5 separate regions of the Mus musculus genome follow, and all the other regions are linked to region 5. A link is a contact called in public Hi-C, HiChIP or PLAC-seq and promoter capture Hi-C data. All regions are on one chromosome and are shown on one strand. The core of a region is the stretch at or near the end of the contact, and the rest is flanking DNA. Distances in the headings are between cores, read along the strand shown.

Evidence for each region. Promoter capture Hi-C pulls out the DNA fragments that hold promoters and counts their contacts. Hi-C and Micro-C count contacts between places; a contact is called where the count stands out from the background. HiChIP or PLAC-seq counts read pairs in DNA pulled down with a chosen protein or histone mark.
Region 1: a contact with region 5 is called in an H3K27ac HiChIP or PLAC-seq map of oligodendrocyte precursor cells, with 26 times the contacts expected there. The contact joins two enhancer-like sites. A contact is called at or near these places in 1 of 15 datasets of contacts at CTCF or cohesin (large pre-B cells), 24 of 484 Hi-C or Micro-C datasets (B cells, the C2C12 cell line, adipose-derived mesenchymal stem cells and 18 more) and 6 of 115 datasets of contacts at active chromatin or transcription factors (double positive thymocytes, embryonic brain, embryonic stem cells and 3 more).
Region 2: a Hi-C map of cortical neurons shows a contact between it and region 5, with 2.7 times the contacts expected there. The contact joins two enhancer-like sites. A contact is called at or near these places in 7 of 484 Hi-C or Micro-C datasets (Th1 cells, bone marrow-derived macrophages, cerebral cortex and 4 more) and 2 of 115 datasets of contacts at active chromatin or transcription factors (embryonic basal ganglia and large pre-B cells).
Region 3: a contact with region 5 is called in a promoter capture Hi-C map of hippocampal neurons, with 16 times the contacts expected there. The contact joins two enhancer-like sites. A contact is called at or near these places in 10 of 39 promoter capture datasets (the 3T3-L1 cell line, the C10 cell line, the HPC-7 cell line and 7 more), 13 of 484 Hi-C or Micro-C datasets (Th1 cells, bone marrow-derived macrophages, cerebellar granule neurons and 6 more) and 3 of 115 datasets of contacts at active chromatin or transcription factors (embryonic basal ganglia, embryonic forebrain and neural progenitor cells).
Region 4: a Hi-C map of forebrain shows a contact between it and region 5, with 4 times the contacts expected there. The contact joins two enhancer-like sites. A contact is called at or near these places in 1 of 15 datasets of contacts at CTCF or cohesin (large pre-B cells), 8 of 484 Hi-C or Micro-C datasets (bone marrow-derived macrophages, cerebral cortex, embryonic stem cells and 2 more), 1 of 115 datasets of contacts at active chromatin or transcription factors (large pre-B cells) and 1 of 9 other capture datasets (embryonic stem cells).

What each region holds. Positions count from the first base shown.
Region 1 is chr1:177,012,497-177,016,739 of GRCm38.p6, reverse strand. All of the region lies in intron 17 of Sdccag8 (serologically defined colon cancer antigen 8), which reads right to left. Among named protein-coding and RNA genes, the nearest start is that of Gm15423, 74 kb to the right of the region's middle. Within about 2 kb of position 2,304, at least 111 of the 459 cell types and tissues checked have an H3K27ac peak or open chromatin away from gene starts, as enhancers often do. A contact at or near this core is called in cerebellum, cochlea, cortical glia and 3 more, where this site is marked.
Region 2 is chr1:176,946,387-176,950,822 of GRCm38.p6, reverse strand. Sdccag8 (serologically defined colon cancer antigen 8) reads right to left here. Exons shown (of 18, transcript NM_029756.3): 15 at 2,434-2,542. Among named protein-coding and RNA genes, the nearest start is that of Gm15423, 7.6 kb to the right of the region's middle. Within about 2 kb of position 1,757, at least 41 of the 459 cell types and tissues checked have an H3K27ac peak or open chromatin away from gene starts, as enhancers often do. A contact at or near this core is called in cerebral cortex and cortical neurons, where this site is marked.
Region 3 is chr1:176,927,040-176,931,830 of GRCm38.p6, reverse strand. The region is part of intron 13 of Sdccag8 (serologically defined colon cancer antigen 8); the gene reads right to left. All of the region lies in intron 3 of Gm15423 (a long non-coding RNA gene), which reads left to right. Among named protein-coding and RNA genes, the nearest start is that of Gm15423, 12 kb to the left of the region's middle. Within about 2 kb of position 1,905, at least 17 of the 459 cell types and tissues checked have an H3K27ac peak or open chromatin away from gene starts, as enhancers often do. A contact at or near this core is called in cerebellar granule neurons, cerebellum, cortical neurons and 2 more, where this site is marked.
Region 4 is chr1:177,125,036-177,129,227 of GRCm38.p6, reverse strand. The region is part of intron 2 of Akt3 (thymoma viral proto-oncogene 3); the gene reads left to right. Among named protein-coding and RNA genes, the nearest start is that of Akt3, 120 kb to the left of the region's middle. Within about 2 kb of position 2,442, at least 16 of the 459 cell types and tissues checked have an H3K27ac peak or open chromatin away from gene starts, as enhancers often do. A contact at or near this core is called in forebrain, where this site is marked.
Region 5 is chr1:177,681,035-177,685,858 of GRCm38.p6, reverse strand. No RefSeq gene overlaps it. Among named protein-coding and RNA genes, the nearest start is that of 2310043L19Rik, 41 kb to the right of the region's middle. Within about 2 kb of position 1,323, at least 46 of the 459 cell types and tissues checked have an H3K27ac peak or open chromatin away from gene starts, as enhancers often do. A contact at or near this core is called in cerebellar granule neurons, cerebellum, cerebral cortex and 7 more, where this site is marked.

The DNA.
Region 1 (4,243 bases), core at 1,055-3,554, 670 kb after region 5:
ATGCATCTCATCACCAGAGCCCCTCCAGCGGCATGTGTCATTATTTTGGCTCCCAACCACTTTCTCTGCAAAGGGGCAGGTATTTGTTTTATGTGAATCATATTTCCATGGGAAATAAATTTTAAGAATTCCCAAAGGACAGACAGTGTCACTACCAGCAGAGTGGAGCCTCTGGCTGCCTTGTGTTTGAAAGTGTTACAAATGAAGACAACATTGACATTTGGGGTTGTAATGTGACGGAATTGCAGTCTTTTAAAGGCAAGAACCACTTATCTCCACTGCATGTAATATTCAGTGTTTTGTTCACTTGTCTAATTGGATTAAAATATTTAGCTCCCTTTAAAAACTTGATTGTGAATTTATATTGCAAAATATAATGTCTAACTCAGAAAGCAGAAAGAGGAGCAATGCATCTGAAGCAATGTAAAATTCAACATTTTTTACCCACCATGCCTACTCTGGAAGTACACAGCCTTGGACAAAGGGAGCTCTTAGAACAGGCCTCTTAGGTGAAGTCTAGTGTGCTCCTCAGTATTAGTGGCAAACAAGGCGCCTAGATGAACTGCTAAGCTGTGTGCTGTTTCAGCTGCTTGGGGAGGTCCCCATGACTTCCCCGTGATTATGTTAGAAATGCAGCCCAGGGTCTTATGTCATTCTCTAAAAACACCCAGCAGCAGGGAGTTAATGACATCGTAGCTGCATATGTTCAAGTTGATTTAAAAAAATATGCAAGTCACTTTGGTTGACAGTGTCTTGTACACAGTTTTGAAAGAATCAGGGCAAACTTTAACAGAGTCAGTTTTTATTTGAAAAATATTTTCTGGGAATGTATCAGTGTTTATTTTTGAGACTGACAATTCGGGTGAAAATCAGGATAAAAACAAAAAAACAACAATTTGGTTGAAATCAAATTGTTTGTTTTCATCTATTTAGAATTCTTTCCAAAAAATCCTGGTTCAGGAGGAGGCTTTGTAAATTATTTTATTTAGTCTATTTTCTGTTCCATTCATAAGACACCATCTGTCTTGCAGGTAGTTAACTGTGTGTGGGCCCTGAAGTCAGCTAGGCAAAGCCCCTGGGCTCTAGAAAGGACAAGATAAGAGTGACCATCTCTAGATCCCCACTTTGTCTCTCCACTCCCCACCAGCCAGTGGGTCTGGGCTACCCTCACTTGAGCTGCCCATCTCCAGACTCAATCCTGTGTGTGCTTCTACTCACAAGCAGGCCTCTCCACCCCTCCCTAGGATTTGCCTCTCATGCTTATTTTCAACTCTATTCAATGAGTCCTTGGATGTAATGAGATAATGTCGATGATCTTGAATATAATCACATATGGCTGCTCGATCCTTGCACAACTTTAAATCAAATTAGAAAGTACATTCTCTGCCAAGAATGCTTAAAAGTCATAGGGCCAACTGATTAACCACTGACACGGCAGCTTCCGACTCTGTTTTCTAAACTGTGAGTGATTCATAAGAAGGGACTCAAAGGGAATCCCTCCCCAGACTGAATGCTGAGGACTGAACAGGCAGGCTGCTCAGGGTGACAGCTATTGCAGGATGCCAGGCAGCTGAAACCAGAGTCATTACCCAGTAAGTAACTCAAGCCCATCTTGATGGAAGAAACAGCCCTCCCACTGGACAGAGCGTTTCTGTTCTCTTCCCTCTCCTAGACCCATCCTCCCCAGGAACAGAATCCACAATTTCCTCGCCAGCTGGCCCCACCCTTCCTGGCCAGATGTTACTCTTTGGGTTTAGGCTTCTGACCCCAACTCTGCTCCAAGCTTTGCCCAGTCAAGCCTTGCCCCTGGGCCCCATGGTCCTTACCCACAAGCCACCTCCACACTACCACTATGGCATCTCTGGCAAGTCAGGCAAGGAGAGAGAACAGGGATCTAGTCCAGCTCTCATATCAGAGTCAGGCTGAGAGGGCTACCGCCAGGGTAAGACCAAGACAGCACGGTCATGTCCACATCCTTCCAGTGTAAGTGAAGAAGTTAGGAAAGCCACCATTTTTAGTCAATCCTGAGGAAGGAGCATACTATAAACCAGCTGGAGGATTACCCTGCACCCTGCATAGTCACTTTCCTACCACATGGCAGCTGTGTAAGCTCTCCAGCCCAAAGTGGCATTGGTACATAGTCACTTACAACCAGGACAGGTTCCCTTCATGGGCAAGAGACTGTGTGTGACTCAAATCTAAACAGAAGCCATTTAGAATAATCAAGGCTTAGAAACAAGGCATTTCCTGTTGGAGGCCACCATTCTTTCTCTGAGCAGGCCAGGGCTTAGGAAATAGAGCCAATCTGAAGGACGTGACTAAGCTCCCAAGCAGCTGTCTGGGTCAGAAAATACCCACTCTCTTTTGCGTTCTGAGCAGACAGAGATTTTCAGAGTTTGACATGCAAAATTAAGCTATTATGCTTAATTCATCCAGGCAGAGAAAATGGAGGCCTTCAGCCACACCACTGCCACACTGGACACAAAGGCATCTATAAGCCTCAGATGCCCAGAAGTCCAGGTGGAGACAGGTCAGAGCACAGCCTTTCCCTCCATAGCGCTGAGGAGCCTCTTCCCCAACCAGATACATACAGTCAGTCAAACTTTGACTTGCTTACTTCAAGGATTCCACATTTAAAAATCAGTTTACAATTCAGGTTTATTTTGGGCAAAAAAATGATTCACATTAGTCCCAGGCCACCAAGTGCCAGCACATGGAGACCAGTGTAACACTTGTGCCAGAGTGGACTGGGTTAGAGACTGTGCAAAGAGCTTGCAAAACCTCCAACTGCTCCCAGCATTTGCAACAGGGAGCCATTACCTCTGCCAAATTTCTTTCGCCGTGGTCATCTTAAAATAACACGCAGGGTAGAATTTCAATATAAAAAAGCCCCATCAGAGATGCTCCAGACAGCAAGGGGTAGACAAGTCATTTGTGTTGCCACTGGCAAAGGAAGACCTTTTTCCTGCAATATTCTTTTAAGTGCAGTGAATTTGGAAATTCTCAAGCTTTTAAAACTCAGGAAAAGGCTTCTAAAAATACGTGTTCCATGTTAAGATCTGTGTGTGCCATAAAAAAAGGGTGGTGATTAGTCCAAAGGCAAAGCTCACCATGCCATAGATCCCAGTCCATCATATGTCACAATAGCCTAGTTACCAAAGGTGGCTCTGGTGACTTTGGACTTTGATGAACCAAATCTCCCTTGGACCTGCCCACAGACCTGGGTTATGACCAAAATCCAGTTCCTCCTCTAGGAGATGGACTCTGCACTGAGCCCTGAGCACAGTAGAGATGGTGGTGTCACTGCTGGCTCCATGGGAACTTCTCAGGAAGGGGAGAGAGTGACCTCAAGTATGGGGCACTTCAGGCTACCAAGTTCCTAAGATCCCACTGAGCAAACCACTACCCTAACATGCCCAGTTCTCTTAATTCTCATGCAGCAGATGAGGACAGAAGCTCAGGAGAGCCATGGATGCCTTGGCCAAGGTTTTCAAACGGAGTTGTTTCTGGCTACAATTCCAAACTAAGAGGTTCTTTCTGTCTTTACAAATTACCCCAATAGCGTATAAATGGAGGTGCCTGGGTTCTGCTTCCAGACATGCCTGGAGTGTCGGGAGCCACCACAACTGGGTGTTTTACACACATTCCAGATAGTGGTCAGTGTATTGTCAGACCCTGCTGACCTGTGCCCTCTAGCCCTCCAGTGCATACTTCTACCATTGTGTGAGCCCTCTGCCCAGTGTCCAGTTTGGATCTTTCACAACTGTGAACTTGAAGCAATTTACAGGACTGAATAGGCAGAGTTCAAGGCAGGTCAAGATTGTCAGCTCAAGGTCCTTTCGAATGGAGAATAAGAAATGGTCTTTTTTCCTTTCACTTCCAGAGGCTTCCCCACTAACCACTGCAAGCACCCGTATACATCCTTATCTTCACAGATTGCTTAATGGGGCAAAACCCCCAGAGCCTCTCTGATGTGAGGAGAAGTTGCTGAGAAGAACAGTAGTTTGTGCCACCCGTCCAACTTACCTGGGCTCTTTTCCGCCATTATCTAACCTGAATGGGGACAGCTTGGGCTCTGGAGTCAGACTTAGGTTCCATTTGCTGTGCCCCTATTTGCTAGCTGAATATGCTTGTTTGAGCCTCAGTTTCCCTATCTGCAAAATGGAGACAATAATATCAGCCTTGCTGGCTTGCTTAACTGGACAGAGTGAGCACATATTTTAGATAGATACTTATTTGGGCT
Region 2 (4,436 bases), core at 508-3,007, 740 kb after region 5:
GGCACAGAGCACACAGACGTCACAGGTCTTATTACATTATGCTTTGGTCCTTTGGGGATGTATAGGTAGTTTCACATCAGAAGATAATATCCAAATCGAGTGTCAAATGGGCATAAAGGAGAGGGTGAAGTTAGGAACTGGGGGGTGGGGGGAACAAGGCAAGACTGAGGAGAAACGAAAGCATACAAACACGAGCCCTTAACCGCCACTCACTGCCTCTACTGCTATCTTGTGAAGCACAGAACAACTTTGAAACATATAACTCATGGCATGTTCACTACTTGGAAGGCCTGAGCTTTGAAGAACTCAAGAGAATTCTGTATGTTACTATTTGAATCCCTCAGACTCAGAACCAGGTGTTACAGCCTGACCCACTAAGTTGTGAGCGCCACCTTTTTTGGGTTCTGTTTAGCCCTACATATTTTCATCACAGACTTTTGCCCATTAGAAAATGTTACTCATATCTTGCCCAGTTAGTGAAGTTTGCATGAGCTGATAGATCAGCCCCTGTTCCTTAATGTGGGGTGAGCAAGCACTGTGCCGGGGGCTCACAGCTGTCTTCCCCAGCTGTGGGTTCCTCTGCAGCCCAGCCAACCACAGATGGAATGCTGGGTCTATACTGAGCACGAGTATTTTCCTGTGGTTAGCTTCCACCCAGTACAGTTTAATAACTCATCTCATAGATTTACATCGTATTAGCAACTATAGGTAACCTAGAGAGAATTTCGACTATGTGGGAGAGGGTTTAGGGTGTTGCTCGGTGCTGGGCTACTAGACTAGCAAGTATTAGGTCCTGGGCCTCATTTTTAACACCATAAAAATAAGAAATAAAATTAAAAAATGAAATACGTAGGAAAATATGAACAGGTTCTATATAACTACTACATTGTTTTATGTTACAAATGTGAGCATTTGTCATTTGTGGCTTTGGGTGTGGTGTAAATCCTGCAACCAACACCCTGAGGTTGTCAAAGGGTGTGTGTGTGTGTGTGTGTGTGTGTGTGTGTATACGAGCGCATACTTGTGTTTCTCATTCCTGTCATTAAATGTACTTCTAAATCCTATAACCATTCTGCAACATGACTTTAGAGGCACTTTTACAAAGCTGAGGTTTAAGGAGACCGGGCAACATGGTCAAGGTTACATGTACAATAAAATGACTGACAAACCAAGATTCTAATCTGGTTCCTTCTGAATCCCAAAGAGTTCTTTCCTGAACAGTGCTTGTCACCCACAAAGGAACAGGCTGGCACCAGGAGTCAGACCAGCATGTGGAGGATAGCAGCACACCTGTTTTCCCACTCATTTATCACTCATTCAATAAATATGCATTGGGTGCCATCTATGTGTCAGATAGGAAGGAGCATGTTTCGTTTACAAAGTAGCAGTCGGGCCTGAGAGGTACGGAGGTTCAAGTTCACTAGACTAGTATCCTGGGAGGCAGATTAAAGACGGAAAGCAAGGGCCCAGAGACATGTTACAGGTTAGCCCTAGCTCTCGGTCTAACAATTACATCCCAAGAATGTCTACTTTTCTACAGGAATTTAAAGGTTAATTTTCCCTCCCTAGCCTTTGCAATGCTCACCTCTCCTCTCCTTCTCTTTTAAGAGGCAGACTCTTGTTCTGATGCCGAGGCTGGCCTAGGACTCCTCGGCTCAGCTCGGGAAATTCTCCTGCCTTCCCCACTGCAGGTGCATGTGTCTCTATCCAGCAAGCCTGAACTTTCTTTAACAGCAACTATAAATATCACCATGGCTGTAAGAAAGACTCTAGACACTGTGTAACAGCAATACGTAGGCCAAGCCGCTAACTCTCCTACCCACAAGCTATTCAAATGATTATGCTTTTTATTCATATGTAAAAAAAACCTAATTACTTTTGTATGCTGCTGTGAAAGTTAAGAATGTATTATACCAAGCGTGTTTTCTTCCTCAGTGTCCCAAATGACTGGCCTTAAAGACAGCTTTTGTGTGTTCCTGAAAAACTTGGAAATAGACTAAAATGCCATCGCCTATATCAACAGAAGATTGTAGAACTGCTTGACTTATTTGTATCCTTTATTATGCTAATGGTTATCTTGGCCTTTGTTCCTGATTTTCATGGTTTTAAGTTATAAACACTATAAAAATCCAAGTACGTATACATAACCATGAAAAAAAATATCTAAGTTGGGTTGCGGGAGTAGCTTGGGAACAGTGTGCTTGCTTACCATACAAGGCCCCGGAGTCCCTCCTTGGGACAGAAAGGTTGTCTAGATGGACAATCACAAAAATATGCACACAGAGATACCTGGTTTCTCAGAAAACTTATATCAATGCATGGCACATTTTAGTAATAAATTACGGTAGAGTAAAAATGCAATTTTAAAGCCAAATTTTAGCTATCAAATAAAAATATTCTAAAGACAATGTACAATGTTACCCAATCACCTACCTGCTCTTTAGTGAGACCTTTTCCAGTTTCTTGGCTAACAAGCAGCATTCTTCTTTTAATTTTGTCAGAAATGTGTTCTGGGATGTCAGCAGTAAATACTGTTCACTTTCTAGAAATAACAATAACCCACCAATATGAGACATAAGTGGCTTTGCTCTGTAACTCTTGCCATGCACGGTGCTAACGTGCTTCAGATCACTCTGCCCTTCCTACATCCACCAGATCACTGTCAGTGTCCTAAGTGAAGGACTTGTCATCTGGCGGGACACTGAGTCTTGTGAGACATTTATTTTCATAATAAACTTGTATACCAGGAACAATTTTGATCATATCAGCTTGTGTAACATTTTAGCATGCTCATAAACTGTCAAATATCTCAAATGAAGTCATAAATGCTTATATCTTTGAAGTATGCAAGATATTATATTTTTATTTTGACAATTTTACTATAAACAGTGTCAAAAATTATCACAACCAGATAATTCGAAATTAAAGCCGAGGAATTCTCTGCTACACTGTACTTGGTGCTTGATGGTTCTTATCTGCCCATGTTTTACCCCCTTAGAGCTTGTATACACTCCAGTCATTAGGTGGAATACACAACTGTCCTTAGAAATCTTACCATACTTTCATAGTGTGTGTTTCAATAACAGTCTGGCCAGAGACTAAAGAGGGTGTGATTTGTGTGTGCATTTGCAAAATAAATGATCTTAAAGACGATTTTAACGGTCAAAACCTTTCCCAACTCTCAGGTCCTGCCCAAACTCTTGGTCCAGGATTCTACCAGCAATAGCCAAGGACAGTTTCCCCGATGAATTCCTCTTTGTGTTAGTTTAAAAAAAAAAAAATCAACAAAATCTTTTGGATTTTTTTTATTTCTTCTGGCTAAATGCTAAGGAGAAACTCTATACATGAGGCATCAGGATAGCTGACTTTATAAGTAAATAAATCCATTAAAGAACTTCAGGTTACCAATAGATGAAATCATTTTTTAACCATATCTTTAAATATAATATGCATTAAATCCTGTGAAATTCATTTGTAAATAATTTTCCCTTTTCAATTTTTACTAATGTTCGGGGGGGTGAAGCATACAGCAAACAAAGCAAAATAAATCAGGGCTCTAAAATTAAGCAACATTTTTTGTGGAAGAGACAGGATCAATTAAACTTTTGTTTTAATGGTACAATCAGCGTGGAGTATGTGGTGTAGAATTATAATGGCTGACACTGTCTTGTTTTGACTAACACTGTCTGTGAACACACAACTCAAAAGCGAAAGGAACTACATAACGCCCTGACTGCACACATCAAACTGCCTATTTTCAAAGTGCATTTTACTTTCAAATTAAAGGTAAAGAGTTACTGGCCAACTCAGTCTGCAGAATAGTGCCAACGTGATGAAAGATGGCGATTTTGGGCCAAGCTGCCAGCTGTGGTCAATGCCTTGTATTAGTGAATTTTAACAGCAGTTCTGAGAAGCTGACGAATGCAGAGGATTAAGCATCACTCTCGACTGCATTGGGGGAGGTGGGGGAAATCATACAAATGCTAAAAATGTTCGAAGCTGCAAAGATTAAATAAAGGAACATATCAATTTGGAGCCACTGAATTACATCCAGCTGCGACAGTGAATTAAGAACCGATTAATGGGTAAAGCTTTTCTCCAGTTTGGATGCTGAAGCAAACTCATTAGGCTTTTAGAGTAGCTATAATGTGTGTACTGTGGGAACTGTTCAATGCTATTCAGGAGACTCTAACTGTAAGCTCAGAGCATTTCCCGCAGAGCTTCTGATGCTATTTTCTTTATATAACATGTGTGCCTGAAAACCCAGCCAAAAGCAAGCCCTTTGTTTTTCTACTTTGTTGTGGTCTCTCTCAGCTCTACGTTTCTTGAACACAGGTAAATAAACTCATAATCCAGATGGTGCAACAGATGTGAGAGCAGCACTCTCAAGTCAACAGACAGTGGGCAATACTTCCCATTTTCTCTTTTAAACGCTA
Region 3 (4,791 bases), core at 656-3,155, 750 kb after region 5:
AGTGCTACATGAGAGAAGCAAACATTAGCAGAATGCTGGTCTAATAGAGGCTGCTTGCACTAGGTGAAGGGACCTTGCCCCTCAGAACACTGATTCGGAAAGACATGTAACCTTCTTTTGGACATTGAAAGGTAAGAACAGAGACAAGAGGGAAAGATCGCTGAGCACCACGGTAGCGTCACCCCAGGCACACACAGGGGCTTGGATGCGTGCTCCCATACACAGCTCCCTTCTGTAAAAGCATACGGCAAAGACGAGGGAGCAGTGTCAGGGCTCCTCTTGCAGAAGGACTCACTCAGGAACTCAGAGAATATTTGCCTGCCTAATATGCAATGTTTATTATATCTTTGAAATAGAAGGAGTAGGAAGGAGAAAGTTTCATTTGATAACAACACCTTAGACATAAATTCTACAGGGAAAAAAAAAGGCAGCACACTTATGTTGCCAGGTTGCAGTAGAGAAGAGGGAAGCCGTTTCTAAGGGCATTACTAGGTGAAGACGGAGCTGATGTCGTTCACATCTTTAATGCCAGTTTTCCTAAAACAGCATATGGGTGTAGGATGCAAGGTAAAACATTCAGCTCCTTAATAAAGAACTGATGTTAGCTTCTCTTCATTCTGAATGTGCCTGCCTAGCTGCTCTGCTTTTCTAAGAACTACACAGGCTGGAGACACTATCATTTTCCCCGCTTTATTGATCTCTGACTGCCAATGTTATTTTGACAACAGAGGATATTCATTTTTCACCCTTTTTTCTCAGTTACCTTTAGGCAAAACCTGCTTTGAGACATGAAAATATTGCAGTACTGTAGGACAAAGACCTGGGAGGTTTTCATAGACTTGATGAGAGAGAAGACGGGTTTGCAAGATTCTGTTTAAGAGTTAGAAGAGACTAAATGACAACTTTAAATCTGCCACAATCATTTACTAATGTGCCGCTATATCAAATAAGTCTGATTTTTTGACAGCACCAAATTAGATTTATTGCAGAAACTGCTGCATAAATAGCATATGGCTATGTTATACCACCTATTTCAAATCCTGGTAATGTTTCCCCCTCCCCCCTCCAAAATGAATAATTTGAGCCAAGCTATAAACCTTCTGGAAAAATAAAAAGGAGAAAGGAAGATACAAGTTTGAAAACAGACGTAGGAGACCTGAATCTTGTTGTCAAAGGCATAGCATTTGAATAAATGTGCTGACCTATCTGGAATTATGGCTCTTCAATGCACAATTAAATTTAACAGGTTGGCTTCTCATTTTTGCACAGTAATTTGATTTTTGTTTTAAGGTTTGGGCTCTAAATTATGCTTAGATTTTGTTGTTTAGTCCACAATTACATGGAGCAAAAAGGACGAGCAAGTGGCTGTAAGTCAACCATAGCTTGAATTAGGTTATTAAGAATTATTAAGGAGAAACATACATATCACCTGGTTGCTTTTAGTTTTCATTTGTGAGAAATCATACCAGGAAGTCTTTTCTAATTTTATGTATAGTCCTGATGCTGCAAACTGTGGATAAAATATAGAGCGATCACTTGGCGTGCTACAGTGGAGAAGAGAACGGCAGAGCCACACATGCTGCAAAAATCAAAGTTCCACAGAAGCTGACATTGAAAACTCATGCAACGAATTCAGAGATGGGCAGTACCTCCATTCCCAGTCTCTCTCCAACACCCAACCCCACCCCCAAGTTTGAGACACTCCAACTCAATTCTCCCTTTTGAACAAAAGTTTCAGTGCGTCCATCGATGGGAAAGGCATTGCAAGGTCTTCCCGCAGACCAATGGGCACACCGCTGCACACACCGTGGCACTGAGCTACCCCGCAGGCTCCCTCTCTGTGGTCAGTCTTCCCAGCTGCCCTATCTGTTACTGTCTGATTAGTTCTGCTAAGGAGCCCCTCCCCTGCCAGCTTTCAGTGCCATCTGTTCCACACAAGATGGCTGCTGCCCAGCAACCTAACACTGCCCTCCTACCTGGCACCCGGCTACCATCCTTACCCCAAAGTGCTAACACAGGTTCTCGCTGCTGGCAGAGTCAGGGTTTCATTACTACTACTTTGACAAGTGCAGGGTTGTTTGTAATTTCTCTTTTATCCTGATTTTGATTGTACAACCACCTCCCACTGATTCAGTTTGCTTCAGTTTTGTTGCTCACAGATTTCACTCTCCACATTAATCTCCCTCTGGCATGTTACTGCATCTGTTCCCTTTTTTATTATTAATTTTCAAATTCCCACCATTTTTGACAAAAAGGAGGTAATCTACACTCTGTTTCTGCCCATTTCATTTTCTTTAATTTGGAAGATAAGTATGAAAGCATGCCAAAGAAGTTAATTCTCCGTTAACAGTTTGTTTTCTGGCATCCCTAAGCCTTTGTATATGAAAGACAGATAGGATAAATGTTGACAAAATCACAGCAACAGAGTCGGACCATTCCTGACTCTAATGGAAAGCAAGCACATAAAGCAACATCTAAGATGTTTTTAGTGCTAGGAGTCGTCTCCAGCACCGTGACTCCCTCTACTTTTACAGATAATTTTTTTGTGAAAGTCAGCCTGGGTGCAGGATCAAAATTTGGGTTCCTCTATAGTTCTGACATGGGCTTTCTTTTTGTTGTAGATGGATTTCATTGTTCCTTAATAGGATTATCATCCTTTCTCGGCTGAAACATTGCTGACCAATTCAACCACTAAGGATTCTGAATAGATGTCTTCTTTCAGGGAGAGAAAGAACCCAAGTGCCAGCAGTGCTCACAGGAGAACTTAAGGAGCCCTGGGCTGCAACGCTGCTGCCATTAGCAAAGGACAATATCAGGAAGGAAAGGATGGCTTTCCCTCTAAAGACAAAGACTAAAGTTAGAAAAGAGGGAGTACTCTCTGTAGCCTTAATTTGTCAACGCTATAACCTTGCCAACAAGGGCTACCTAGAGTAATGGATCATGCCCTCAACTAGCCTCAAGTTTTCTAGACTGAACATTGTGACGGCTGATTACCATCATCATCATCTTTTTATATGAATTCGTTTTAAAGCATTGAAGTCTCTGAACAAGCAGAAGCATAGAAGCACAGCCCCTCTCTCTAATTTACAGAACTTTGTGTTAACATGATTTTACATATCCATGCATCCTCATCAAGACTCAGATATGATTTCTAGAAAATGAAGGGCAGTTGACAGAACAAGGATGTGTCTAAATCAAGGAGAGCCAGCCTGCTGAAGCAAACTGAGTCAGCTTCCAGAAGGCAGGCAAGGGCAACCTGCTTACCCACTAGGGACATGGTACTTTGTTTTTAGATGTCATGTCCAAGTAGAAGTGCAGTCATATAAAATTCCCCTTCTACCTCTGGGTCCATTCTTTGGGTAAATCTTTTAGTCAGAAACAGGCTCCGGTAAAGACAACAATGTTTTCAAGGCTGACTTTTTAAGAGTACCTTTTCTGCAGAAGGAATCCCCCCTCGACCTCAAAACCCAAGCAACCCATTTTTCTTTCCTGGTAAACTCCAGGACATGAGAAAGAGACTCAGTTCTCTCCGAGGTGATGGAAGCATGCTGGAGGCCACACGGAGCCACTGTGGAACAGACTTCACTTAGCTAGCCGTCTGCCTTACAGGCTGCTTCCCGAATGTTGCTTTAACCTATTAGTACTTGCTCCGGCCTGAAACTGACTGCATTCCACCCCCAACCCCAATTGCGGGCTTATATGGTGTAACTGTGAGCAGTGTGTTCCCCATGAGGCTGACTTCAGTCTGTGTCAGGTCACAGAGGAGAATGAAGCATTTCCCAGTCTCTTAAACCATCTTAAGAGTCTTAATAAACTTCATGTCTTGGATTTATCAATCAATGACTCACTGTGTAATAAGCACGTGGTTATTAAATAAAAAAGGAGTGCTATCTAACAACTGACCTACTAAACAAAGCCATGGAGGAGGGAGGAGGTGGGTGAGAAGAAATTAAACACCATTAAGCCAATGACTTGTTCCCTTCCCTCCATGGATCTTACAGTAGTATGGGAGGACAGAACTTTCTTTTAGAAACGCTGACTTGGGAACATTATTTTACCACATGCTGCTACCTTTCCCCTTCTATTTTCATTGAACTTGATGCTCCTTGTTGTTGAGTCAGGCAAGTGGTGTGGGCAATACGCTCTTGGTTTCCTCTGGGCTTCTTCAGAAGATGAGTTGGCTGCCTCAGCCGCCATGCTCCAGGCTGTGGGCCTGTGTGGCAGGGGAGAGGAGAGCACCCCCAGCGTCGATGTTCATTGCACACACATTTGGGCGGTGCAGAACTGAGAGCAGCGAGCCAGGGAACATTGAGCAGAACCTGCAGACACACATTTGCTGGCAGCCTCTCGCTCAAGTCTCTCTGCCCAGGGCCACTCTGAGACCAGGGTGTCTCGCCTGTCAGACAGGTGGAGAGACCACGCATAGGCAGTGTGGGGTCCACCAGAGCAAAATGGAATGCCTCTGTTTTCCTGGCTCCTTGACAGCCTACTTTCCCTGATACTGGGTGGGGGAGGAAAAGAGGATGCAATTTATAACAGCACCAAGGCCATCTATTTTGAGCCTTGAAGATGTTGGTTGCACATATATTCATTTAAAATTATTTTTGACACGTTCTCTGCTTAATTTATTCATGAAAGGAGTACAAGAGGGGGAAATGAGCTTAACTTTTAAATGGAAACTTTAGGCTAAAAATTCTTGAATAAAACGCAAGAGGAAAAAAACTGAAGTTAACCATGCAACATAAAGAAATACATTGATGCTAAGTGTCTTCTTCAAATGAGCCCAGTGGG
Region 4 (4,192 bases), core at 1,193-3,692, 560 kb after region 5:
GGAAGCTAATTCAAACAAAGGAGGAGGTATTATAGGCAGAAGATGACAATGCTTATATGAGGGATCAATGGAAGAAACCGGCATGGCCTGTTTTCTTCGTCTGGCAGTTAGTCCCCCACTTGCCTTGGCCCCCTATGGAATATTATTCTTTAAGAGGCTGGCGAGATGGCTCAGCAGTTTACTGCTAATGGTGGTTTACAGCATGGGTAATCCTGGTTCCAGGGGATCTGACACCCTCTTCTGGCCTCTCTGGGTATCTTCATGCACATGTTACACATATGGACAAGCAGATGCACACACATATATATACATAAAAATAAAATTTAAAAATTAAAAGAATTTGAATAGCCTTTAAAATTACTACAAGGTTATGTTAAATATTATATATCCCATTGATAGCTACAATTTGAGGCCTCTATTTTTCTGCTAATTAAAAATGTTCCTATATCGGCTGGCTTCTAAGATTGCTCCATTTGGCTCTCTGCTTCCTGTGGTGATACAAGTTCTTGAGTTTGGCTGTCCAGCAACCATATAAAATAAGTGCAGGAGATCATGACTTTATTCCTAGTCTCTAGTAGCAGAGAAAGACTAAATCACGGAGCTCATGGCTTAGCCAGCACAGTATAATCTGTAAACTCTAGGTTCATTGAGAGCCTACCTCACAGGGCAGGGTGGAGAGTGATTGAGGAAGGTGACACCTGGCTTCACACACATGTGCACATATAAGTACTAATGTGTATATGTGTGTGGTCATACATGAACAGTATACTTGTATATGGACTTTAATAAAATTTCCAAGAGATAGCCTTTTTACTCATTTGGAAAAATTATGATATGAACCAGAAGGATTTTAAAATTTATTTCCCAATATTCATTATATTGATTTTTCTTCACTTCTTAATAACATTGTCCAGGCTAGGGGTAGAGTATATGCTTAGCATGCATGGTTTCAGACTGCAGTACCAGGGAGGGAAAAAAAACCCAAAGCTTTTTATACTCACTAAATATACCACTTAACTACTATTTGATTGAAACTACTTTTGATGATTTCTCTAGTGGCCACCTCATATTTAGTGGTGATGGAAAGTCAACATTTTTTTCTTCCTATGTCAGCATCATGGCTAAGGACATTATAAACAAAAGAAAATATATGTAGACATCTGTCTAGCATTAATTTTATTTAATTTAGACTTTGGAAACTAAGACTCAAAGACTTACATGTTTTTGTGCTGTAGGTACTCCCACCAAAGTTTCATTTTATAGTCCTGAGTGACCTGGAACATGTCATATAGGCTGGCTTCAACCTAACAGAGACCTTCCTACTTCATCATCCCCCATGATGACATTTATGACATGTGTATTAATGTAAAAGTAGATAATCATGGGAAAATATGATAGGTAATATGGGTAATATAATGGTAATAGGCTGGAAAGGACTGAACATGGCCTGTTAGTTGAGAACTTTCTCTTGAAACCTTCAGAGTTCAAGATTGTTTCAGAAATAGGAAAGACATTTGTCAAAGGAGAGACTAAGACCTGCTTTAAAGGAAAGTCAGAAAGTCTTTACTAGATTTAGTCCTGGCTCAGGGGAAACAAGCAAGAAAACATTGAAAATGGCCTTCTTGCTTTTACGTTTTCCTCAAATGCCAAGGTAACACATTTGGCTAAAATCCTTTGTTAAGCTCAGCTTTAATTTGTTTTCTGGATTGGCTTTGAGTTGCATTTCATTCTACTGACCAAACTTTTGGAATGGTGTTGCCCTCTGTGCTGTCAGGTTCCTCTGTGTTCTTATTTGCAGGAAGTATAATTTGGTATTTAATAAACATCTAGCCAAGGACTTCACACTTTGTACATTACGCCTGAATCTACAGGATTATATTGTTTATAAAACCTTAGTTACAAACTGTGTGCCTTATTCCCACTTTTTCATGTATTCAGACCAGGCTGCTCTCCTGAGAATTGTGTCATATTAATTTCACTGAAAATTATTGCCACCCTATGTGTTTTTTAGCCTTTACTTTTCCTAGGCTGACCTCAAGACAGTTGCCTATTTTCCTTTGTTCAGTGTTTGAGTTCTGTCTCTGCTTGAGTAGAAATCTTGGTCTGTTCCCTCTCTTTTGCTTTCCTTTACATCTTTACCACACTCTCAATCCATTCCTAGTTCTGCTGATTTTATTCTTATGTTCGAACCTATTATGTATGCCTCGAACTATTTTCCTGGAATGACTCACTCTCTTAGTCTTTGATGCATACTCTTAACTAGATTTCTGCGTCTCGTCTGTGCCACTCATGTTCTTTCACTTGTCTGTCAGAAGGATCTTTCTAAAATTACATCTTAACTATGCCATTCTCCCCAGGAAAACTCTGCCTTGGATCTTCATTGCCTACTGGATGGCATCCAGCTTCCTTAATGTTTCATACTAGGATCTCTTCAATCTGGCCGCTCCTTTCAGCTCCTGCTCCATGTCTCTTCGGCTCTGCAGTTCTGCTTCGGCAGTGCTGAGCTGTTTATAACTCCGTGAAAACTTTGCTGCTCTTCTGCTCTTTGTCTTGGCTTCTGGTTGGCAGGTCCTCATCTTCTATTTGCCTGTGTAATTTTCTTTTGTCTAATTAATTTTAAAATTTCTTTTCCTCATTGATTCATTTAAAACTATTCTTCTGCTTTCCTCAAACTGGGGTTTGGTGCATATGTGTGTATGTTTATCACCTTGTTTCTTGGTTATCTGGTTCATGAATAATATGTCTTACTTATTCGTCTGAGTTATTCAAGGTAAAATAGTTTAATCTTATAGAGTCTACATGTTATGACTTTAATAATTATTCTTGAATATCTGAACGCATACTATGTAAATTTCTCCTTTTTAGATAAGAAAATGAAGCCTTTGGAGTCGGTGATTTGTTTAAGGTTATCTTCCTAGATAATGGTATTTAAATACCAGGATTAAAACTATGTGATTCAAGGCTGAAGAGATGGCTCAGTATTTAAGACTGCATACATACTGACCTGAGTTCAACTCCAAGCACCTATGTCAGGTGACTCATTCCTGCTTATAACTCCAACTCAGGGAGAGTGACACATCTGGCATCCATGAGTACTTGCATTCACTGGAACATACCCTCCATACACATAATTAAAAAGAATGATTCTTTTATATAAAAAAAAAATCTTGCAGTACTCTGCTGTCATTTAAATGTTATTCTTTTCCCTCCCATCATACTAGGATCTTATGTTAGTCAGTGCATTATATACTTGTCCTGTTGTGAAAACATGCATAAAAGAAGCCACTGAAGGCAGAAAGATTTATTTTTGCTCCTAGTTTGAGGGGTTTCCTGCATTAGAGGTTAATCTTTTTGCTTTGAGCTCATAGTGAGGTACTGGTTTATGGTGAAAAAGTAGCACAGTAAAATGTTTTTTCTCATGACCAGGGAACAAAAGGAGAAAGGACCAGGTTCTTATAACAATCTTCAGGGATATGGTACCAATAACCAAAAGACACAGGTCACATCTCATGAAGTTTCTACCATCTCCCAAGAGCTCCAGACTAAATGCCAAACATTTAAAATGTGTCTTTGGAGAATATTTAAAATCTATGCAAGCATACCGTTTTCATCTTCAATTTTCATTGATTTAGAATATAAAAATCATTACTTACATTGTTGAGTAGCCATTGCATGTAGAATGGAAATTTATAAAGTACTAAGGGATGTGGATAACAACATTTGACCTTTATTCTAATTTGTGTTTATCAGATCAAATATGGACTCTGAATGAAGTTATCTTCAAAAAGCAGTGAAATAGAAATGTAATTTAGGAATTATTTTTAAGGATGGTATAACCATAACTAAAAATTAAAAGTTACCATGACTCATTTCTGTTAGTCATAGATTGAGAAGACATTGTTGAGAAATACATGCACATTGAGTTGAAAAATACCACTACAAACACATACTGTCACATGGTACTTTGAGTAAAGTAGTTTTTCTGTCCATTAGCCATGGTCTCTGATATTTTATATCTTTTTACTGAATTCTTAGATTATTAAACTTCAAAGAGGGAAAAATTCTTCTATGGAAGAGTGAATAACTGCCCAGATGTCTTTAGGTTCATCCTGTGTTTGCAAGGTCCCTACTTATTCTGTATGGTGAGAAGCAGGGTATGCCAGCACCTGTCTCAAGAAACTCCTCCTACAAG
Region 5 (4,824 bases), core at 74-2,573:
TAACTCCTCAAGACTCCTACCCCTTCCTCACGGTTCACTTGATGGCCCTAAGTGGAAAGACCAAAGAAAATGGCTGTACTTACATCACAAAAAACACGAGAGAGAATTTGGCAGTGGGTATATTTAGGAAAGCATATGACTGTGTGGATTTGTTCTCTTTATCTATTCTGAGGCCAGGGCTTTATGCTATATTGGGGTTAGGCATCAAAACAGGTTTTGGGTTTTTGAAGAAATTTAACCAAGTATGAGTTTAGACTCTACTTCTAGGAATCCTTAGTGTTCTCATAGTGTATGTAACGTTTAAATGTTATTATTTTGGTTTGGTTTTGGTATTGAAACTGAACACAAGACCTCCTGCATGCCAAGCCTGGCCTCTAGCACTAAGCTACCCTCAATCGTTAACAGTCATTTGATTTGCTTTATCTTATATAAGCCTCAGAAAAGTATAATAATATTTATCATGAACTCTATTTTACAGATGAGAAGCCAATCATTAGAGTGAAGTGATCTGTTCAAGCGAGAGAGAGAGAGAGAGAGAGAGAGAGAGACAAGTAGTTACTTGGTACTTAAATATCGTCCTGTGTGTGGTTTTCCCAAGACATACTACATGACTTCCTGAGATGTCTTAAATAAAACACCACGGGAAATATTTTTGAAGACCCTTTCAAACATTTTCTGTATCCCTTCCCTAATTTTATAAGGGGCTGGTTTGTCTAGACTTGTATATACCCAGTATGGCCACAAGATGTCAGGTTAATCTCGGTCTTTGAGAAACTGGCTTCATTGGGGCACCAGTAGTAAGGTCCTCTTTTGCTGAAGAAGACAAATGAAAGCTATGAATAAATAATAACAATAATAATAATAATAATAATAATAATAATAATAATAATAATAATAAACAACTAAGGAATAAAGGAAAAACAAAACAAAAGCCCTTAGGTGGCTACATAGGTTAAATAGCAACTTTTCTCTCTTTCTGTTTTGAATCAAGCAACTGAAAGTTCAGATAAGCCTGTGTGTCACTTCTGTTTGCTCTTGGAGGCAGGAGGTCAGGACTTGGGCCAGCCCCTTAGCGAACATTATTCATCTGTCCAGCTCTGGAACAAATGTGAAGAAATGAAGTCGCTTCAGTGAGGGGAGACAGTGTTGTTATTGTTGCTGGTGATGGTTCTATTTGCCAGCAAGCATAAAAACATACTTTGGAATCCAAACAGGCTTGTCAGAGGGAACTTTTGTTCCATGTTTGGGCTGGGATGCTTCCAGGGCAAAATCAGGCGGGCATTTGAACCTCAGGAGGCCAGGAGAGAGCTGCACACAGCAGCCACTGATGGAAAAGGCCAGCCATCAGCTGCAGTTTCATCTGGGTGTTATTTGACTGCAGTCTATGCAGCTTGGGCTGCCAACTGGGGTCACTTCTCTGAATGAGTACTAAGGGGAGGAGGGGGGAGCAGGGCTCTGTAGTCCAGGACGGAGGACTCGTCGGCCACAAACGGGGATAAACAAGCTTAGAAGCTTGAGCTTTTGGAAAGCCGCTCCTCACTTTAGGGCTTTGGAGAGAGAAAGTGGTCCTGATTCTGCAGGATTTATCTGCTGTCGGGTCTCAATTACCCCAAGATCTCTGGCAATGCCTATGGGATCCCTTTGCTACGTGGATTAACTGCCCTGGGGACAAAGCCATCTTTGCTGTGTGTGGTGAGAGTTTAGGGTAGAGAAACTCGTGGTAACGCTAGTCTCAAGAAGCCTAAATTGAGAAAGCCTCTGCCTTTCTCCGCTACTGTTACATAATTTGAGCTGACGGTCCCATCCGCAGCTGTCCCGCTGCCTCCTCCCTCTGCAGATGGGAGAAGCTCGCTGGGTGGACAGGCTTACACTAATCTATCTATTTGGAAGGCAAGATGGTGATAAATTACGACCATGGTGAATATCACTAAGACGCGGTAGAGCCAACAGTACTCTGAATTTTCAGTTCTTCCTCACAACCCTGCTGGACTACCTAGGGCATCACTGAATGTTTTATTTCACCTTGAGATCCTGAGATAAGATAGGCTCTTACTCCAGAGCCCAAAATGTCCCGGTCTGAAGTGGCAAGCTCCCCACAGGAGGAGCCCGTGAATTTCAATAAATGGAGGAGCCTCTTATTTTGTAAATAAAGTAACAGCTCAAGGAAATGAAGTGATTGCGCCAATTATACACCTAATTGGTGGCAGATTAGGGACCGGAGCACAGCCCATTACTTCTGCTTCCTATCCCACTTCTGCTGTCTTGAATTTGAAAATACCTTTCACTTTATTTTAACTTAATTAGTTAATGGACTATTGCTTGGCTGGGACTGGAACTCAGGTAGGCAGATGCTCTACCACGAAGCTGCATCCCTAGTTGGTCTTATTTACTTAAAAACATGCCTTAAGTTAGCCTTCAGTTTTGTTTTTATAGTCAGGCCAGAGGCCGCCACCCAGAGCTGTCTCTGCTTCTAACCTCCAGGTTCCTTCTCATCTCAACCACAACTACCAGGCCTTGTAAACCTTACTGACTCTCAAGCTGAAAGGATAATTTTCAGCATTTAACCTCAATTCGGGCCTTTAGGATGGAATGGGTTTCACAGCATGGCCTGGGGATGTTTTCTAGAAAGAGCCAGATAGTCAATATTTGGGGTTTTGAAAGCCATACCTTACATAACAATTTGAGATGAAAATGTCTTTGTCATAACTACTCAGATTTGAGTTCCCAGCATGAAAACAGCCAAAATACACAAGGCTCCTGTCTATGATCGCAGCACTTGAAAGGGTGAAGTCTGGGAGGACCGTGACTCCAAGATCAGCCAGGGCTACACAGTGAGTTCAAGACCAGTGTGAACTATATGACACCTGGAGTCAACAAAACAACAAATAACCGAAAAAAAAAATAGCCATATAGTATACTAGGTAAATGAGCACGGCTTCTTGAGAATCAATTTAGTCTCTGGGACAAAATCTTCTACTTTTACAATAACGAAACCCAATTTTGAGTTTCTATTCTTCAGCATATTATGGTCTAAGCTCTGTCTTTGTGTTTTGTTTGACCTGAGTGTATGAGATGGTGTCTCAGCTTGGGCTACTGTAAGGCAGGACTGGGTGCCTCAAACACCAGACATTTTTCACAGTTCCAGAGGGTGGGAAGTCCAAGGTCAAGGCACTGGGCGATCCAGTGCCTGGTGAAGATCTTGCCTGGGTTTTTAAAGGTGGCTGGTTAATAATTATGGACCCACATGGTGTGCGTGTGCATGTGTGTGTGTGTGTGTGCACGTGCGTGTGTGTTTAATCTTCCCTCTCCCCATCCTCATTTGTTTTTGAAGACAGTATCTGCTTGTGTAGCTCAGGCTAGCCTTAAACTCCCTTTATAGCTCAGACTGCCTTGGAACTTACTGTGTAGCTCAGTCTAACTTGAAACACACAATACTTACACCTCGGCTTCTCAAATTCCTGCTAGAATCACAGGCATGAGCTGCCATGGATTCAACATTTGTGTTTCTTATAAAAGAATATTAACTCCATTCGAGAGGGTGCCCCCTTTCATGGCCTGCTCTAACCTTAAAATCTCCCCAAAGTTCCTCATGTGACATATTTTCACTTGGAGGACCAGGGCTTCAGTGTGAACGTGGGATGCAGGAGAGTTGCCCAGGTCCCCTTCACAGCAGATGGTACAGGTAGCAAAGTTTGAAGATGGAAACAAACAAACAAACAAACAAACAAACAAACAAACAAACGATGGGAAGAGTCGGGGGGAGATTAGAACCTGAGACCTTTCTCCACTGTCTAGGGTATGTCAAACTCCAATGTGTAAGGCCTTGGACCACAGCATCTTTTTAAAATCCTCACAGCATCTAGGAGATAGAGCACTACAGTCAAAAACATGCTCAGGTCTTGTTAGCAGCTGGGCTGTCTCTAGTCCAGCGCTACTGTCTGTGCTTTCCCCAGCCTGGCAATGGCTTTTAAGGAATCTGTACGCAGGCGGGCATAGGGTGGAATGCTGAATCCCACTCCCTCAGTCGCTGCCTACTAAAAGGTTGTTGAATGAGTACTTGAAGGGATAAGAATTTGTGCGTTCATCTAATGCTCTCTTTAAAATTAACTATCCAGAGGGGCTAGGAATTAGGTTGGTTGTGGAGGGCTCCTCTAGCAACACAGAATAGAAGAGAAACTTCCAACCCCTGTCTTAAGTGAGCATGTGGCCCAGATTGAATTATTAGGTGTAGGGCTCCCCCTATTCCTCCAGACATCAGGAATCCCAGAGGCAGTGTGGGCATCTTCACCAGCTCAAAGGGACTTCGAGCCTCCCCATAGCGGGCGTGGTCTGCTGCAAGTGGGCGTGGCCCGTCTTTGGGAGGAGCCTGAAGAGTTCCCTCTCTGGGAGGTGTGGAGTGACTGCGGGTTTGGAGAAGTCCCACTTTCTCGAGGGAGGAAGCATTGGACTGTCCCGAGGGCCTTTCAGTTAGAGGAACCTGAGACTACAGTGGGCTCTCCTTAGTGAAGTCATTAGCTAAAACTGTGTGCAGGCCATGCTTCCCGGATGATCAGGATGCCTCTTGGGTGTGGAAACCTGGCCACTCTGCGCTGCGACTTCTCCTTTTTCAGGCAGAGCTCAGTTCACCCTCACAGAGGGATCTGGGTGAAAATTTCTACGGGGTTGGAAGTCGCAGTGTACGCAATACACTAGAGACTCCGCTCATCCTCTCCTTCTCCCCCCCCCCCCCCCCCAACCTGGTAGTGATGGAGACGGTTTTAGGTTGTATGTGTGCAAGGGTGGAGGTGGATGAGCACATGACTATCTTCCTGGTGCTTGCTTTTA